Regions from separate parts of the Zea mays genome. Here all the other regions are linked to region 1. Evidence: chromatin contacts called from public Hi-C data. All regions are on one chromosome and are shown on one strand. Each heading gives the region's core, a stretch centred on a gene start, on an enhancer-like site or on the middle of the called end of the contact. The rest is flanking DNA. Distances are from core to core; before and after follow the strand shown.

Region 1 (3,297 bases), core at 286-2,785:
TTAAGCCTATGCATGAATAAGTGATAATAAAGAATATTATTGGGTAATAAAAGTGGTCAAGGGCACAACTTGCCTGGGAGTTGAGATACCAACTTGATCTTCAGGTGACACGTAACCTCGCGCTAGTCATAGCAATACAAACAAACAGGGTATAGGTAAAATTAACATCACACCAAACACAAGAAGAAACCGCATAATAATACTCTATGCGTTGCTACGAGGTCGTGGGATCGAGAACCGCAAAGATCGGAGTTATGGTTACAGAGTTATGATTTATGGGAGATCTATGTGGTCCAAATATTAAACTATATTATAAATTGATTAGTATACACCATATGAGAGAATATTCTATGAATAATTAACTCAACCTTAATCTTAATTATAACTTGACTAAAGATCTTATGTTAATCAAATTATAATTATGGATAGGTTAGCTTTGGTTTAGAAAAGTTAATCTAGTAGACATAGGATAAATAAATATCTAACTATAAAATATGCAATATGGTATAATTAATATTTTTACTGCATAATAAATATTCACATGAAGCTAGCGCGACTTGAATGGACCAAATTTTTATACCCTAAAATTAGTCCAGGGGTGAATCTGCAAATATCCAATTAAACCCTATTTATTTTAATTATAATAAGGATGGCGGGTTTATTATAACCAAACAGAGGGGCTCTTCATAAAATTTGCCGCGTGAAGGGGTATGAAGTGAGCTCGGTCGTTGGATTAGATTCGGACAGCCAAAGATCTAATCAGAACTGGTAGACCCCGGTGGCCGTAATATCTGAGAGCAACGGCTGAGATCCTAAATAACAGAAATCGCCAGTCGCCCGATCGATCCAAAATCAACGGCTCACACAACACCACGAACCGGTAAGAGATCGATCTAATCGCCATGGTTGATACCTGATCCAACGGCTACGACGCGATCCCCTACCCATCTCTCCTTACCGCAGACCAAACACAGCGGCGCCGCCCGAAGGGCGCACCGGCGACAAGCCACCCATGAACCGATGCCCTAAGCTCTAATTCTACCGGTGCCACGCGACGAGGAGGACAAGGCAGACTCAGATGAGGACTACTTACCGATGGTTAGGCTGCAACATTCCTTTCCCACAGGGACATGCGATCCATGGTGGATCCCAACTTCTGATGAGGAATTGCGACAGCGCCAGAGGTCGTTCCAATCCCACGACGCAATGCCAAGCATCCAAACGGGCCAGTGATTAACCTTATCTCCCAGCCAACCAGCAACTCACAATCGATGGCGGCACGGAGCGACTTCCTCTGTGCTCTCCCCCATGGAGGCTCTCAGCTCTCACGATCGCGCGACGTTAGCGGGACGAGATGCAGAGGAGTATGGGGAGCTGACTTAAGTACCCGGGAGGATCATGTAGTGGCTCGGGAAAAAGGGGAAGAGGGTTGAGGGAGATGCGGAATTCACAGGCGGGAGATCGGCGAAGTCTGTTGGGAAGACGCTCCTCATGACTCGGCCCCACCGCATAGCGACCGGAAGACGACCCTGATGACCCGGCCCCACCAGTTAGCGGTTCAATGGGTCTAAGGGCATGTACAGTGGTGTTTAATGTGGTGGCTCTTAAGGTGTTTTAGGGGGTTATTTGCAAAAAAATCTTATAGCCGTCTCTCCGTGAAGAGACGCCTCTGGCTCGTAAACCAAGTAACAACAGACACCTCACTTCCCACTGTACGAATTTGTCGTCTGTTCTATCGATCTGATGCTATACAAATACATTTAATTCTGTATTTATTAACAGACTATATTTAGAGACACTCCATTGTACAATAGAGTCTCTTAGTTGTCTCCTGTGCTTGAGAACCGTTTTGGTGTCTCTCCACTGTACATGCCCTAAGGCAAGCGCGCAAGGGCGAGTTGGAGAGTGGGGAAAGAAGATCTACAGAGTTTGGGTGTTTGACTAACGAAGTGGTCCCACCTGGCAGTGCCTCCGAGAGGAGCCAACCCAAGTGCAGATGGTGGCCGGCCGAGGGGCCCAACACGTAAGCGAGGCGCACAGGTGAGTGGATCTGGGCAGAGGGACCCACAATGCAGCGGCACATGGAGGGGAAGCGCGCAGTGGGTGGCAGACACTAGGCCGAGCCAAGGATCCGAATTCGGCCCACGCGCTGGCATGCCCCATTGGGTTATCTTTTCTTTTTCTTTATTTCTATTTTCTTCGTTGTTTTCTAATTTAAATCTAAAAAATTCGAATTTCTATTATAAATTCAAATGCACATTTCAGAAACTTCCAGTAAAACATAATTGTTTAGTTTATTTATTTATGCTAAAATGTTTTCAGTTATGAAAACCACACCTTCTCCTTTTTCTTTTCTATTTAAATTCAAATTCAGATTTTTCTAATTTGGATTTAGATTCTAGCTTGGGGTTTCATGCCCAAAAGTTCCTGGTGCAATCAACTCTATATGATATGCAATGTTGATATTATTTTATTTATTATTCTATTTATCATTGCCTTTTAAATGTGTAATTCCCACATATTTATCTCAAGAACAATAGTTTTATATTTTATGATCTCCATAAAGAAAATGCCCTAACATATGTCTTAAAGTGATCATCAATACTACTATTTGTAATATTTTTATTTTATTTTTTCCTTCCTATTATTCAATTATGGAAGAAATCATTTTCTTTCTTTTTACTCAGTTTCTGTTTTCTATTTTCATTTATAATTTGAGGTTGAATAAAATGTATCCTAACATAATCTTAAGCATGGGATGCACATTCCTATTTGTTTATGGATTAATCGACTAATAATACTCCATTAATTGGCTATGAAGATAGAAGGGTCCAAATAAATTTCCCAAAGTTTCAAAAATCCTCAAATATATTTTATCATTTTTTTTCTTTGACCAATTTTGGGCTGTACACAAAAACTAAGCAACTTTTATATTTGGAGATTTCCATGTTTTGTGGAGCAATTTGGGGTAAAATGCAAAAAGAGCCAAGGGTACCTCTATACTTAACCCTGAAAATACAATGTTAACTGGCCGACTTCAAGCCCCTGTATATCTTGATCTAGGAGGAATTGATCATGGGTTACTACAACAAAATTGTAGAGTTACTATAGTAGTCCAAGTTTGATCAAGTGATTGAGCCCTAGAGCTGTGCAGAAATTGGAGCAAAACGGCCTAGATGTTGGGCTGTCAGTCGAGTGCTGGTCTGAAAAATCTGACTGACAGTTCCATCGGATCGAATTTAGAGCCAAATTGTGTTCGATCGAGTGAATGTATGATCAAGAACTTTATAACAAAGT
Region 2 (2,906 bases), core at 24-2,523, 140 kb after region 1:
AATAACTTTGCTTCGTGTAATTCTGCGAGATGTTTCCAAAGAGGAATTTAAGATCTACAAGGATTTCAAGGATTTAGAGAAAAGAGGAGAAATACTACACAGAATAGAGAAATAAATTTATGAACACATGAATTCATTTTCATATTAGTATGTTCAATTTGTACATTTAAAATGAGCATAAGTTCACAGTTACAATTGAACTCAAATTTGAATTTGAAAATGTAGAAAGAAAAGAGAAAAGAATAAAGAAAAGAAAAAGAGAAATTAGAAAACTACGCCTGGGCCTAATCTCCCTGATCCGGCCCATTCTTCTTCTCCACCGCGCGGCCTAGTCGGATTCCAGGTGCTGACGGGTGGGACCCGGTCGTCAGTCTCTGCGCTCGTGCGGCGTCGTTCCGCAGCTGACTGGTGGGACCGCCGTCGTAAATTCACCCACGCGTGTGTGGTTGAACCGGTCGCTGACGTGCGGGGCCAGCTTGTCAGCCCGGCTCCCTCTCTCGCCGTAACGGATGCGCGGGCATGCCGCGGCCACCTCGACGACCACCCGTGATCTCCATCGGAGCCAGCTGACTACGAAGCCAATCGCCCCACCTCGGCTATATGTGCGGACGTCCCTACCGCGCCTGCTGTTGACCCGCATTCACCACGCCTAGAGCCCATTAGAACTTGCCACCGTGCGCCATTGCAAAGAAGGGGGCCGCCACCGGAGAAATTCCATCTGTGTCGACGCCCTGTCTTCGGCGCACCGCTAGGAAGAATCACCTGGACGCGTGGAAGTTGTCCGTGCCCTCGGGGTGAAGCCGGAGCGTTCCGAGGTGCGGGAATTTCTCGTCGGAGGTGGAGGACCACCGCGGGGGACGCACGACTCCGTGGGCGACTTCACCGCCGCCACTACCGTCGGTGAGTACCTAATTAGTTTGTCCCGATTGTTCTCTTCGTTGCGTAGCGGGGCTTAGATCGAAGAATAGAGCATGCAGGCGCCGATTGGCAATACCCGGCCATGGGGTCGCCGCGGAACCAGTGCACGCCGTCGTGTTTGTTCGCTGAGGTTGCGGATGGCTTCTGCGCCGTTGATAGGATAACCAACGTCCGTGATTAGAAGGTAGAAATAAACATCTCAGCCGTTGGATGAAGTCTAAACGGCTGTGATCGTACAGATTGAGTTATTACGAGGGTTAGATTTGGACCGTCCGATCTAATCGGACGCAGTCGGGTAAGGAAGTTGCAGAGCCATCGATCTCAGATCCAATGATCAGCGTTACATATCGATTCGGCCGAGGATGCGTCTAATCCTGGCGGTCGATTAGCGATCGGGCGATCCGGAGCGCACGATACCCTTTGGCCGTGCACTTTTTCTAAAGAAACCCCGCGAAAGATAGGAATCAACCCACGGTCCACTGGTCTATTCTCTGTGTCTTAAGAATTTGTACCACGAGACCCCTGCGCTTCACAGTATTTGGGGCCCAGTCCACAGAACAGAAAACCAGAGAAAATAAATTAGACAAAGATTTTTAGTGCATAAATAATTGCTAGAACTTGTGTAAATCATAGAAAATTCATACTAACTCCAAATTGATCCATTCCAGTTTCTAAAATTTTGTAATATTATTGTTTATCACCTAGAGTCTCTGTTTTGACATGAAAACAGTAATAAAATTAATTTCTCAATTAATCATATATCAAGCACATAAAACCTTTGGAAATTCATAACTTAAAATCCATAACTCCAAAATTTATGATTCCTGTTCCTAGGATCTTATTTTAATGTGTAGATTATTATTATACATTTTTTTACATGTTTGGTGTGATGTTAATTTTCTCTATATACTGTGCTTGTTTGTATTGTGGCGAATAGAAGAGACAGTGGCTGAGGATCCGGGTGCCCAGCAGATAGAAGTTGCTGAGCAGGAGCTCATTGAAGGCAAGTTGTGCCATTGACCACTTTTTACCCAATAATGTTCTTTAATATCACTTATTCATGCATAGGTTTAATTTTGATGGGACCCAATAGGTCATCCTAGTCTGTTTATCCATTTACCTTGTTTACCCCTGAATCATTTGAGTAGTTATGTTATTGCTTTACATGGTTTTGGGTTAATATTTCATTATATTTATGTTCCAATTATTCTGTTATTTTATTTATGTTCATGTCAAGATCATTATCTTTAATTGGAACATGTAGCTAAATTTGGGAAACACGTGCCACCACAATGGTGGAATGGGACACCCTTGACTAACTAATTAGGAAAACTAGTGGAAGACTACCTTACCCGAAAGGGGCAAGGGCAGTAGGGGAGTTGCATGCAGGGAGGTTCTCGGGTTGATTTTGCTGCGATGGTGGTCAGACGAGGGATTCTTGCAAGTAGAACTTTGTAAAGGCCTCGTAGTGTTGCCCTGCCTCACTTCCTTGGTAGAGGTGTATGAGAGTTGTGATCCCTTGGCAGATGGGTAACATGACTTGTGGGTACAGGGTACAACCTCTGCAGAGTGTAAAACTGGTATACTAGTCGAGCTCACGGTCATGAGCAGCTCGAACACTCACATGGTTAATTTATGGAATTAAATTCAATTTGTCATTTCAATCGCATTGGGATTATTTTATTATTACTTTTACTTATTATTACTATGGTTTGGTATTTACTTACACTTAGTAACTGTTAATAAAATTTTGACCAACTTATAAAAGCAATGCTCAGCTTCAACCTTTATTTTTTATCACCCTTACACTTCACATGAACTCCCACATTTGGTTTGTTCATGCAAATTATTCCCCACAACTTGTTGAACGATGAACATGTGTTAGATCACCCTTGCTGTCTCACACCCCCCACAGGAGAAGAACAGGTGGTCGAGGAGGAGCCGCCTAACACTGAGGCTTTCTACTTGATCTAGGTGGCGTCTCCCAG
Region 3 (3,262 bases), core at 597-3,096, 150 kb before region 1:
CTTGTCAAACATTTTATCGGTAAATGGTTCTTTGTCAAGTGCAAAAAACACTCGGCAAAATAAAAATTGAAAAAAAAAACGAAAAATAGAAGAAAAAAATTAATTGGAGGAGGCACCCATGTGGAAATGTTCTCTTAAGAGTGGCGCCACAGTACAATTCAAATCTACACTGGAGAGGTAGGTTAAAAGAGCCGCCGGTGTAAATATAAAAGTTTTGGTAGACTTAGAAAACGTACAGCTAGCAAAAATAAATTGACTTTCATATATAGTTATGATTCTATAATTTTATTTCTACGTACACATATACATTGTAAACTGTCAGTAAAAAACGCAAGCATCAGCAAAATCCAGTTTTGTACACTGAGGCGGGGTGATAATGTTTCGCACAGGTTCAAAGCCCGGCAGGATGCAGTGGTGCACCACCAACATATGATGTAAGGCTTTGTTTGTTTCCTTTCATGATTATATAATCTAGGTTATGTATTATATAAGTATCTAATGACTTGTTTATAGATTATCATAATCTAGATATCTAAATTATATAATCAACCTAATAATCTGTGTTGCTTGTTTTTCTCTTAATTTATTTACATTAAATTATATAATCTAGAGGTTAAACAAATAAACACGGTCTAAGTCTGCAGTGATGCATGCTTCCGGATATAGTTGAAGCTCACGACGAGCTTTATTTGAGGGAACTTATTAACATTTAACAATAGGCGTAAGGCCCCGTTCGTTTGTTCGGTATTAAAGACATACACGTTTTTGTTCCTGGGCCAAATAGGGTGGATCCGGCTGGTTTGCTCAAAATTGGTCAAGGATAGATCTAGCTCAGGAATAAAAACTGATGGTCCACTGAACGTTGTTCGCTTTGGCCAGGATTGCTGCTACCCAGTTTCGGCCAGGATTGCTGCTGCCCAATTTCGTCCTCCACTAGCACTCGCTAAGATTGGATCCGGAGGTCAGAAGACCTGGCTTTGTACCGAACCGTGGTAGAAGAAAAATCTCCAAACCGGATCACTCTTGGCTTTGATTCAAGTCGAAACGAACAGCTTTTAGACAAATAAATCAATTCCTAACCAGGTCATTTTATTCTGTCCGGAATAAGGGCAGGAATGGGCCAAACCGACCAAACCGAACGAGGCCTAAAGCACGTAGAGCATTGCATGGTACCTTTCAAAGAGCTCATATGGCTGCATGATTTGAGCTGGCCTGCGACCAAAAAACTAAATTGATTAAACAAAGTGATATCGATCTCGACCAACTACAGCCCCGAGATTCAGTACGCTTAGGTAAACACATAGTAGACGTAGAAACAAGAATGGAGGTAGCTGCAGTGCAGGTTGCTCTCATCATGGAGGAATGTAGCGGTGGCCGTAGTGGTAGGAAGCACGAGGGTTGTCAGCAGGGTGCGCTTGTCTGCTGGTCTCCTGCTGCTCTGCTGCATGCAAACAAAGCTCGGCCGCGCGCGCGCGATCGTACGTGAGATGATCGAGGAAAGCCGGCCGCCCGACCGCGCGAGGCAACGAAAAGACATCCGGCGGCCAGTACGTTCGTACGCGATCGCCTGCATGCATACGATGGCCGTGCCGGGGGGACCCGCGGAGGCGCGACGTCGCCCAAGAAAAAAAAGGCAGAGGGCGGACGTACGTCGAGAGGGAGAAAAGCTAGAGGTGGCCGGGAAAAAGCTGGCCGAGGCATGCTCGCCGCTGCCGGCCGGCCGTTGCAGCAGACAACAGCGAGAGGTCCGTCCATGGCGCGGCGGCAACAAGGCTAGTGGGCGCGTAAGTACGCTGCGTCCCGAGGCTGACGCCATGCTCCTTGACTGCTGACCTATTTCGGTTAGTGGTCCAGGCAGGCAGCGGCCGATCTTTTGTCCCGTGCTCTCACACCGCAGTTCGCACAGTTGCACTGCCACTACTACGACCACCTTTGGTCCACGCGCGTTCCTCTCCTCGCTCCTTTTGGAGCTACTCCATGCCGGAAGATATGATCAAGCATGGCTACATAGTCAAGGTACTTGCGTTGTTGGGAACAGGGGAGTATACTATAATAAATTGAGGATGCGTTCGTTACATTGGGATTTAAGTTTAAACTGATAGTTAAACCAGAGTCATTTTTCATTCTTGTTTAAACTACATCTATGAATCGGAATTGGCCAATTGCTACTAGTAATGGAGGATCTATCAGGTGACCCAAGAATTTAAGGTGGACTTATCTCACATTTGTTATATATATATATATATATATATATATATATATATATATATATATATATATATATATATATATATATATATATATATATATATATATATATATATATATATATATATATATATATATATATATATATATATATATATATATATATATATATATATATATATATATATATATATATAGCAGGTATAACCGGAGCACTATGCTTCCAATAGTTAAAAGAAGTCAAGGCCGATCATTGTCGGCGTTTCGAGACCGGGGGGTCCCTGGGCCGACGAGTGAAATGTCGCTGCGTGCCCCAGCCCAGATGGGTCGGCGTGAGGCCGAGCGCGAAGGGGGGAGAAAGGTGGCCGAAGACGGGCGTGAGAGAGGTGGAAATCCCGCGGCCTTCGTGTTCGTCCCGCGCCTAGGTCGGATGCGCTTGCAGTAGGGGATTACAAGCGTCCACGCGGGAGAGGGAGCGAGCGGCCTCACGCGAGCGCCTGTCTCGTCCTCGTCCCCGCGCGGCCAACCCCCCGTAAGAGGGCCCTGGTCCTTCCTTTTATAGACGTAAGGAGAGGATCCAGGTGTACAATGGGAGGTGTAGCAGAGTGCTACGTGTCTAGCGGAGGAGAGCTAGTGCCCTAAGTACACGCCGTCGTGGCAGCTGGAGAGGTTTTGGCACCCAGTTGGTGTGATGTCGTGGCCGTCGGAGGAGCGCTGGAGCCTGGCAGAAGGACAACTATCGGGGCGGTTGAGTCCTTGCTGACGTCCTCTTGCTTCCGTAAGGGGGCCGAGAGCCGCCGTCGTCAGGGAGCGTGCGGGGCGCCATCATTGCCTATCTGGCGGAGCGAGCCAGATGGGACGCCGGTCTTGTTCCCCGTAGCCTGAGTCAGCTCGGGGTAGGGTAATGATGGCGCCTCCTGTTGACGTGGCTGGCCCGCGCCCTAGGTTGGGTGATGTGGGGGCTCCTCCGAGGTCGAGGTCGAGTCTGTCTTCCATGGTCGTGGTCGAGTCCGAGCCCCTGGGTCGGGCGAGGTGGAGACCGTCGGCTGAAGCC

What was found. A called contact is a pair of places that touch in the nucleus more often than the background predicts.
Region 2: a contact with region 1 is called in a Hi-C map of leaf, with 2.8 times the contacts expected there. The contact joins two enhancer-like sites. A contact is called at or near these places in 2 of 25 Hi-C or Micro-C datasets (endosperm and leaf).
Region 3: a contact with region 1 is called in a Hi-C map of tassel, with 2.2 times the contacts expected there. The contact joins two enhancer-like sites. A contact is called at or near these places in 2 of 25 Hi-C or Micro-C datasets (endosperm and tassel).

What each region holds. Positions count from the first base shown.
Region 1 is chr2:69,700,191-69,703,487 of Zm-B73-REFERENCE-NAM-5.0, forward strand. No RefSeq gene overlaps it. Among protein-coding and RNA genes, the nearest start is that of LOC100282506, 110 kb to the right of the region's middle. Within about 2 kb of position 1,536, at least 18 of the 20 cell types and tissues checked have an H3K27ac peak or open chromatin away from gene starts, as enhancers often do. A contact at or near this core is called in leaf and tassel, where this site is marked.
Region 2 is chr2:69,844,883-69,847,788 of Zm-B73-REFERENCE-NAM-5.0, forward strand. No RefSeq gene overlaps it. Among protein-coding and RNA genes, the nearest start is that of LOC100282506, 39 kb to the left of the region's middle. Within about 2 kb of position 1,274, at least 16 of the 20 cell types and tissues checked have an H3K27ac peak or open chromatin away from gene starts, as enhancers often do. A contact at or near this core is called in leaf, where this site is marked.
Region 3 is chr2:69,547,450-69,550,711 of Zm-B73-REFERENCE-NAM-5.0, forward strand. No RefSeq gene overlaps it. Among protein-coding and RNA genes, the nearest start is that of LOC100284396, 110 kb to the left of the region's middle. Within about 2 kb of position 1,847, at least 7 of the 20 cell types and tissues checked have an H3K27ac peak or open chromatin away from gene starts, as enhancers often do. A contact at or near this core is called in tassel, where this site is marked.